Linked DNA regions of Sus scrofa: region 2 is linked to region 1. The links are chromatin contacts, called in public Hi-C maps. All regions are on one chromosome and are shown on one strand. Each heading gives the region's core, a stretch centred on a gene start, on an enhancer-like site or on the middle of the called end of the contact. The rest is flanking DNA. Distances are from core to core; before and after follow the strand shown.

Region 1 (4,104 bases), core at 906-3,405:
GGTGGGGCGACCCCACCCGCCTTGCTCCCAGGGGACAACTTGCTGTCACACCCAGAGGTGCCACCCAGGCCCTGGGTCTTCCCTTCCCAGCAACCCTTGCCCTGCTCCAGCCTGCAGGTGGCCCTTAAGTGTCTCAGATCTGGAGGGGTGGGGGGATGCCTGGAGCCCACATGGCCTTCGGGCTTAGTGTTGGGAGGCATCTGGTGCAGGTCTGCACCCACCCAGGACCTCACAAGCTCTGGTGAGGTCTGAGTGGGAACTGGCCTTTGCCCCAGCTCAGGAAATGGTGGCAGAGGGAGGCCCAGAGCCGACCCACGTGCCTCTCACCCCCAGACGCCACTCCCTCCATTCCAGGGACCTTGGTGTCTGCCAGGCCACCCACGCTGCTTGCCTCTGCTCGGGCACCAAGAGGAAATGTAAACGCTGCTGAAGACACCAGGTCCTGCAGAGGGCGGGATCCCCTTGCCTGCCCACCCCACCCCCTCGCTCTTCTGCACGAGTCTAGGATCCACTTGAGGATTTGGCTGGGGTCTTTTGGAGTTTCTTGATGTATAATTTGCAAAATCTACCTTTTCCTAAAAAAGGGTGTTCCAGTCTTGGGCATTTTCCAAGGTTTCTTCTCCGTGCCCCGTCCTGCCCCCCCAACTTGGGGGCAGGTTCCTTCTGTGAGAAGCCAGCCCTGGCATCCTGGCCTGGACCCCTGCCTTCTGGGCAGTCGCGGAGACCCCAGGGCTCAAGGCTGCAGTCCCCTCCACTTCGCCGCTTTGCTCTGTGGTCAGGAGCCGCCCTGCTCGCAGACTGAACCTGACAGTGGGAAGCAGGGGGTGTGCCGGCCGCGGGCTCGGAGGCCACCCCTCCCACACCCTAACAGTTGAGTTTGTTGGCTCTGCTATCTGGGTGTGTTGAGCTGTTTGGGGACATTTTACATTTCCTCGTGGTGCTTCGGTGCAGGTCTCCCACCCTCTCCCTTCAGCCCCAGACTGCTGTGGGCCCTTTTTCTCGCTCCCGCTGTCCTTTCCCTAAGCACCCACGGGCCTGGCTGACTGCCCCTAGCCCCGCCCTGGCCTTTCTGGGCTGGAAATCTCAGCAGCCTCTATTCACGCCCCCAGCTGATGACCTTAGGGGTCAGAGTCCTGGGCTTGTCTCTGTAGGATCTAGGGGCTGCCTTAGAGGGAAGGTGGGGTCTGCCAACGACACTTAGAGACCCCTGGGTGCTCAGGGGCCAGGCTGGACTTGGCGCGTCGGCCCAGGGGACCAGTTGTTTCCCCGGTCCCCTCCCCTTCTCCGTTGGGGTGAAGGCTGCAGTGGCCGAGTTCGTCCTGCAGGACGCAGGTCCTGGCCTGGAGCGGGGCGCTCCAGTTCCGCTTCTTCAGCGATCCGTGCGGCCCCGCCCTCCGGTGGCCCTGGGTTCCACGGCCCGGCAGGTGTGCCTTTGGGCCGGCAGCACACCTGCACTGCCGGCTTGCTGGGGGTGCGCGGCTTCGGCAGGGGCCGGGAGCCGACAGGCAGGTTGCTGACAGCCACCTCCCCGCAGCCCGGGCCGCCTCAGGGTGGCTGCCTGGGGCCGTCTCGTCAGAGCGGGCCCGAGGCTGGACTTGGCTGCGAGTTCCGGGAGGGCGGGGGGCTCGGCGGCCAGTCTCGGCGCCGCCTTCGCCCCCGCCCCTGTTCTCGTGCTGTCTGTAGGAGATTTCCTGCCTCCAGCAGTTCCGCGTATCCCGGGGCGGACCCCCGGGGCCTGCCGGGCTGCGGCGAGATCACCAGGTGCAAGTTCAGGGGCGGGGCGCTTGCTGGAGGCCGGCCCCCCGGAGGGGTGGGGGCAGGCCGAGCGCCCGGGCCACTCAGGCCTTGACCTTCGCCGACGTGCCCTAGGCGCCGGGGTGGCCCGCGGGCTGCGGGAGTAGATTGGGGCCGGACGCAGGATCCTGGAGCGAGCGGGGCAGGCTCATCCGCAGGCTTCCTGCAGTCCGCGCGGCCCCCGCGCCCCGCGGAGGCCCTGCGAGGCCCCCCGCCCCGTCCGGCCTGCCGGGCCGCGGCCGCTTTAAGGCGCGGGGCCCGCCCCCGTCTCGGGGCGGGGTGTCCCTGGCCCCGCCCCCCGGCTCCCGCCCCCCGGCCGCGCGGGCGCATTGGCTGCGCCGGGGGCGGGCGGTCGGCTGTGCTTTAAACGGGCGGCGGGCGGCTGCGCGGAGCGGGCTGGGCCGGGCCGGGTCGAGTCCGTCCGGGGCGGAGCGGGGGCGAGGCGGCGTCCGGGCTTCTCGCGCCGGGGTCCGGGCCGAACGTCTGCACTCCGCGGCGGCCGCGGCGGCGGGGGCGTTCGGGCCATGGCGGCCGAGGCGCGCGTGTCGCGCTGGTACTTCGGAGGACTGGCGTCTTGCGGCGCCGCCTGCTGCACGCACCCACTGGACCTGCTCAAGGTGAGCGCGGCGAGGGCGGAGGGCCGGGCCGTCGCTCCGGGAGGCCCTGCGTGAAACGCCCGGCGGAGGTGCCCCGGGGCCCCCGCTGTGCTACCTGGTGACCTTGGGCTAGTCCCTTGGCCTCTCTGGCCCCCCTCCCCCAGTACTCTGGAGGCTTCGTTCCGCTGAGCGACGCGTTGAGGGGGCGGTTCCCTGGGAGCGCAGCTGCGGGCACTTAGGGTCGTGCCCAGGCGCCGCACGCGCCCGCCCCCCCCCCCCCGCCGCCCCAGGAGCTCGCGCCTCCTCTGCCTAGGGGTCCCGCGCACACACGGAGGGCGGCGAGGAGGGGCGTGGGCTGACCCCCCGGCGCTGGGCCGCTTCCTCCCGGGGGTGGGTGAGCACCTGAAAGCCTCGGTCCCACCTGGGTGCAGGTCCCGCCTGATGAGGGCCAGCAGTTCCCCCAGCAGTTCCTCCTTTGCTGTCTTTGTGGAAAATGCTCATGGGGCATTTTAAGAGGAAGACAGAGCCTCGTCGTCTCGGAGGGCAGGCCAGCCGCGGGAGGGTTGCCTTTTGCCCCTTTCTCGGCACAAGCAGCAAGAGTCGGGCCAGAGGCTCAAAGCATATTTTGGTCGCGGGACCCAGCTCCAGGGAGCCTGGGCTGTGGGCTTGTGGAGCCTCTGGGCCAGGGCAGCCACTTGGCCACCCCCTGCCTGTCCCCCCCCAGAGCAGCCTGTGCTCCACGCTGGCCCTCTGGAAGGAACGGCACCTGTGTCCTGGGCTGACGCAGTGCCATCCCTTAAGTTTCAGGCTTGCCACCAGGAGAGGCAGGATTAGCAGATGTTGGGGGCTGCGCTGCAGCTGGGAGTCCCTTGGCATCCGAGACCTGGCTCGCCTGGGCGAGCCCGTGCGGCTCCTGGTGGCCCCCGGCTTGTGAAGCGGTCTGGCGGGGCCCTTGGGCAGAGGTGGTTTAGGGCTGGTTTTGTTGTACTTTCTGAAAGATGCCGGCCGGGTCTCTGGGCCCCCGCCCTGGAAGGTCAGGGCCCCCCGGAGGGTCACGCTCACTGTCTGCCTGGCTCCCGGCCAGCCTAGAGTCCCTCGTCCATTGTCCCGGGGTCCTTTGAGGGTCACTGCCTTTTGCCCCACCCCCAGGTGCTGTTGTGTGGCGGACCATGGCCTGCCGGGCAGTGGGTGGCCTAAGTGGCCACAGGAATGTCCCGGCCTCTGGCCTGGGGAGCACGTGGCTCGTGCGGGGGTGCATCCGGCAGCCACAGAGGCCTCTGGGGAGGCCTGGCCAGTGTTTTTGCTTCTCAGCAATGTCTTTGGAGCAAGAATTTTAAAGCTGTTTGGTCTTGCCCTTTGCTCACCGTCTTGGCTCACAGTGGCCTCCTGCCTGGACGGGGCTGCTGCCCGGGTGGCCACCCTGCCCCCTGCCCTGAGGAGTGGAAGCAGCAGAGTCAGGAGCCTGCCCAGGCACGGCTGGTCGGGAGAGCGCCGTGTGCAGGCACCAGCTCCCCGGCGCCCTTTCCCCTCTGCGCCCCCGCTCTCCATGTCTCCTCAGGTCGTCTCGGTGTCCCCGTCACTCTGTCCCTCTCGAGAGGGGGGCATGGCTACAGAGAGGGCTCGGCAGTCGCCTGCATCCTCAGCTAAAGGTCCCAGGGCAGGTGGGACTGAGCTCACGTTGTCTCTTGTGAGACGGTAGCCTGGAAAGGTTGGT
Region 2 (4,104 bases), core at 501-3,000, 40 kb after region 1:
GCCGGAGGCTACCACTCCGATTAGACCCCTAGCCTGGGAACCTCCATATGCCACAGGCATGATCCTAAGAAGACAAAAAACAAACAAACAAACAAAAGAAGGGTGCGAGGGGAGGGGAGAGGAGGGTGGAGGACGAGGGTCCCTGGGCACCAGTGTCAGAAAGCTACCCCCACCCCCAGCACCTGTGCAAGCAGAGCCAGACGCTCTGACCTTTGCCTCTGACCTTTGCCTTCTGGCCGGTGCCTGAACCACAACAGATAAGCAGCTGTGGGGGCAGGGTTTCAGGTGGGCACGTAAGAATGAGGGTCTCGAGGGCATCCCCAGGACTGCCCGCCTCCTGAGCCTTCAGACAGCAGCAGGGCAGGAACGCGGAGGTCAAGTTACTAAGCGGCAGCTGCCAGAGGGCGTCTCAGGGCACAGGACCACCCTCTGCTCTGGGGGCTGGAGGGTGGGGGAGCCCTGGACGGGTTCCAAGGTCCCCTGAAACAGAAGTAGAGCCGGGAGAAGGGCCCCAAAGACAAAGGTCAGCATCCAACAGGCGGGTAGGGAGGACATTCCAGCGTGACGGCGGCCGGACCGTGGTTGACGGCGGAAGGGTGGCCCAGAGGGAGAGTCGGGGTCTGGTGATGGACTGGCGACCTTAGGACCAGGTGTCCAGCAGGCGCGTGGGCAGAAGAAGTGCATCCGAGAGATGGGAGGGGCTTGAGGGGCTGGGGCTCCGCTGGGGCCCTGGGCACGTGGCCGGGGCACACCAGGAGACCCGCGTGGAACCCTGGGGACTCTTCAAGGGAAAGCAGAGGGCAGTGCACAGAGGAGTGGGAGTGCCAGCCTGGAAGCCACAGCCATGGGAGAACTTTCCAGAAAAAAGTCGCCGGATATTGAAAGGCCAGAAAAGATGAGGCCCCCAAGTATCCACGGAGTCTGGTGACCCTGAGGTCACTGGAGGCTGAGCAAGAGACGTGGGGGGGGGGTAGGGGTGGCAGGAGAGGAAGTGCAAGGGCCTTGGTCCTCAAGCAGCGGTTGAGATGCTGGCTTCGGGCATGAGGGGAGGTGGGCAGAGGAGGGCTCGCGAGGATGGGTCTGGGGGCAGGAGTCTGGGAAGGAGCGGGAGTGGAAGGAGCAGGGCGCCCCCCTTGCAGCACGACCTGCAGTGGAGGTGGTAGGGGGTCGGGCTCTGCGGGGTGCCGGATGAACGATGCTGGAGGGGGCTCAAGGGAGACGACGCGGGACACCTGGGCTTAAAGGGGCAGCCCAGGGGCCGCCCTCCCTGCCTGGCCTGGGCTCCCCACTCCAGTCCAGCCTGCTCTGGACGCGGTGGACGGGTCACCCAGGAGCCACGGTGCGGGGTTAAGTAGGGAATCAGTCCTTCCAGGATTCAGTGCAGCACCGGGGAAAGAAGCGGCGCGGGGCCCAGAGAAGGCGGAGGGAGCGAGACGAAGGCGCGCCGAGGCACAGCCCCCACCCTGCCCCCCTCACCTGTCCCCCCCACCTGTCCATCCAGGGCTCCAGTCCCCGCCGGGAGCTGCAGTGCGCCGTCCGGGGTCCCCCGGGGAGAGCTGCCGAGCGAGCTCTGGGTTGCGGGGCCGGGGGGCCGGCCGGGCGGGAAGGAGGCTGCGAGGCAGGAGCGGGCGCGGGGGCGCGGGCAGCGGCTCCGGGGCGCCGCTCCCCCCCACCCCGCCCCGCGCCCCGGGGCCGCCCCCGCCCCGCCCCCGCCCCCTCCGCGGCGGCCCAGCGTCGCCGCCGGAAAGTTTGCGCGCTGCTGGCGCGGGGCGCGGGCGCGGAGCTGGCGCCGACCCTGATCCGGCAGCGCCGCGGAGACGGGCGGCCGCCAGCCCCCGGCCGAGCGCGCGGAGGACGGCGGGGGGCGCTGAGCGACCGGAGCCGCGCGCGGCGAGCCCTTGGGCCGGACACCGAGGGCATGTTCCCGGCCGCGGGCCGAAGGCGGGAGCGCGGGACCGGCCGGCGCCGACTCTAAGAGTAAGCGGGCGGCCCCGAGGACCCGATTGTCGCCGTCCTCATTCCGATCCGACACCCGGTTCCCACCCCCAGGATGCGCCCTTCCGGCTCGGACCGTCACCCTGGCCCCGCACGTTCGGGAGGGATATGGGTCTGGCCGCTTCCCCGTCCTCTGCCCCTGGGCACGGGGTCGGGGTGCCCGGGGCCGCCGGGCGCTCGGTCCTGCTGCCCCTGTCCGCTCCCTTCTCCTCCATCTAGCACCCCGTTCCCCTACCCCAGCGCATACACAGAACCGCAGAGGCACCCCCAGGGGCGCCGCGGGGTAGGGGTCGCACTGGGCAGCCCGCTCCCTCCTGCTCCCCAAAGCGCGCCAGCAGTGTCCTGGCGAGGTTTCCCCCAAGGGGCCGAGGGGCGTCAGCACCCAGCCTGGTCCGTTCTTCCGAGCGGCCCACACCTGTCACTCGGACCTGCAGAGAGGGCAGGTCACTGCCCCACCTGCTCCTGATTCTATGCTGCCTGCCCCCCGCCCCCTCCCCGGTCTGGGCCACAGGTCTCCTGCCCCCACCAGGAATCCACTGACTCCTTGAGATCTGGGCGCCCGCATCCTCCCAGGTCCTGGCCCCGGGCTCTTTTTGGCTTTTCTGTGCTGGCGGATGAGGGTTGGTGGGGGAGCAGCACTCTGGCCCACATCCAGGCCTGCCCTGCCCCAACGGAGTGGGGGAAGACACAGAAATGAAGGTTTGTCAACAGCCTGTGGCCCCTGCTCCCGCCCTGGGGCCATGACCTTCCACCACTTGCTCTGGTTTCACAAACACCCCTCCCCCATACCCATCAGAAGCTGCCAGGCCTCAACCCCACCCATCCAGTTCCTGGGAGGCGCTGGGCTGACCAGCGCCCACCTCTTCCAGCCACTGGGCCATCCACCCATCCTGGGGCCCCTCCCCCGGCTGCAGGTTGCAGAGTTCCAGAGCGTCCTCAGGGGACACAGAAAAGGGCTGGGCTCTCAGCACCCAGGAGTGGTGCGGCTCTGCCTAGCAGGGGGCAGAACGTGTGTGAGCCCAGCCAGTGGCAGCAGGGGTGGGGGTGGGGGTGGGCAGGAGGAGTGAATCCACAGGGGAGGGGGGCTGGGAAAGAAGGGAGGGGGTGGACTGGGGCTGGGGGAAAGCTGGCCCTCTGTCCCCTTGAGCCCCGGCCGCCCCTCTGGAGTCCCCCCAATCCTGGGCTGTCAGTGCTGGGCGGGTGCTGTCCGGGGCTGGAGAGGGAACCCAGCCTCCAGGTCGGTGCAGGGAGCCGGCTGGGTCCCTCCGGGTCCAAGCAGGGTCCCCCCAGGTCCGTGCAGGGAGCAGGCTTGTCCCTGGCCCGTAGTACCCACCCCCATGGCTGTTGTGCCAGGAGGGTACTAAGGTGGAAAGCGGTGGCTCTGAGGCCGTGGTCAGTGGGAAGCTTGGAGCAGCACCTGCTCCTCCGGGTCCCAGCCTTTCCATCACTCCACAAATATTTATCCCTGGGCTGGCTGCCGCCACCGCCGCCTGTGGGGTTGCAGTGTCCCCCTTGGTAGGGAGGGGGCCTGGACGTGATAATATGTCCTTCCCTTCGAGCGGCAAAGCCCTCCTGGCTTGGCGAAGGGGAGGCAGGGAAGTGGGGAAACAGGCTCTGAGAAGTTCAAGTATTTGCCCAGGACCAGAGCTGGGTCCCGTGATGTCACCCTCTTCTGTGGGGCCAGCCTCACAGCTGGGTGCCCGGGCAGAGCCCCCAGAGCCTCGGTCCTGCGCAGTGAAAGTCTCTCCACCCCCACGCTCTACCCGCCCCCATCCGGAGAAGTGGCTAGAATTCTCCTTGCCCAAACTCCCCTGAAAGGCATGGGGCCCTTGCCCACTTCTGCCTCTTCTCGTGTTTCTGTCAGAGATTTGGGAGGAGGGGGGGGTCACCCTCCCCCTCTGGCGTTGGGGGCAGGTGCTGATGTCCTGACCCCTAGGGGCCCGGGGGCAAGGGGGCCTTGAGCCGGCTACCAGCCTGTGCCCTGTAGGCGCTGAGGCTTCCCAGGACACCTGCCAGATCAGAGGTGGGGTAAGGGCCGTGGAGACCCACCCCCCTCCGCCCTGGCTGCCACGGGAGAGAGGCGGTGAGGGCCCCAGGGCAGCCCCCTCC

What was found. A called contact is a pair of places that touch in the nucleus more often than the background predicts.
Region 2: a contact with region 1 is called in a Hi-C map of liver, with 5 times the contacts expected there. The contact joins the promoter of GCGR here to the promoter of SLC25A10 in region 1. A contact is called at or near these places in 5 of 47 Hi-C or Micro-C datasets (alveolar macrophages, brain and liver) and 1 of 2 datasets of contacts at active chromatin or transcription factors (skeletal muscle).

What each region holds. Positions count from the first base shown.
Region 1 is chr12:1,195,490-1,199,593 of Sscrofa11.1, reverse strand. It overlaps SLC25A10 (mitochondrial dicarboxylate carrier), which reads left to right and starts at 2,155. Exons shown (of 11, transcript XM_021066468.1): 1 at 2,155-2,411. The coding sequence starts at 2,319.
Region 2 is chr12:1,154,880-1,158,983 of Sscrofa11.1, reverse strand. It overlaps GCGR (glucagon receptor), which reads left to right and starts at 1,750. Exons shown (of 14, transcript XM_021066445.1): 1 at 1,750-1,977. LOC110255939 reads right to left here and starts at 935. Exons shown (of 8, transcript XR_002336926.1): 1 at 224-935.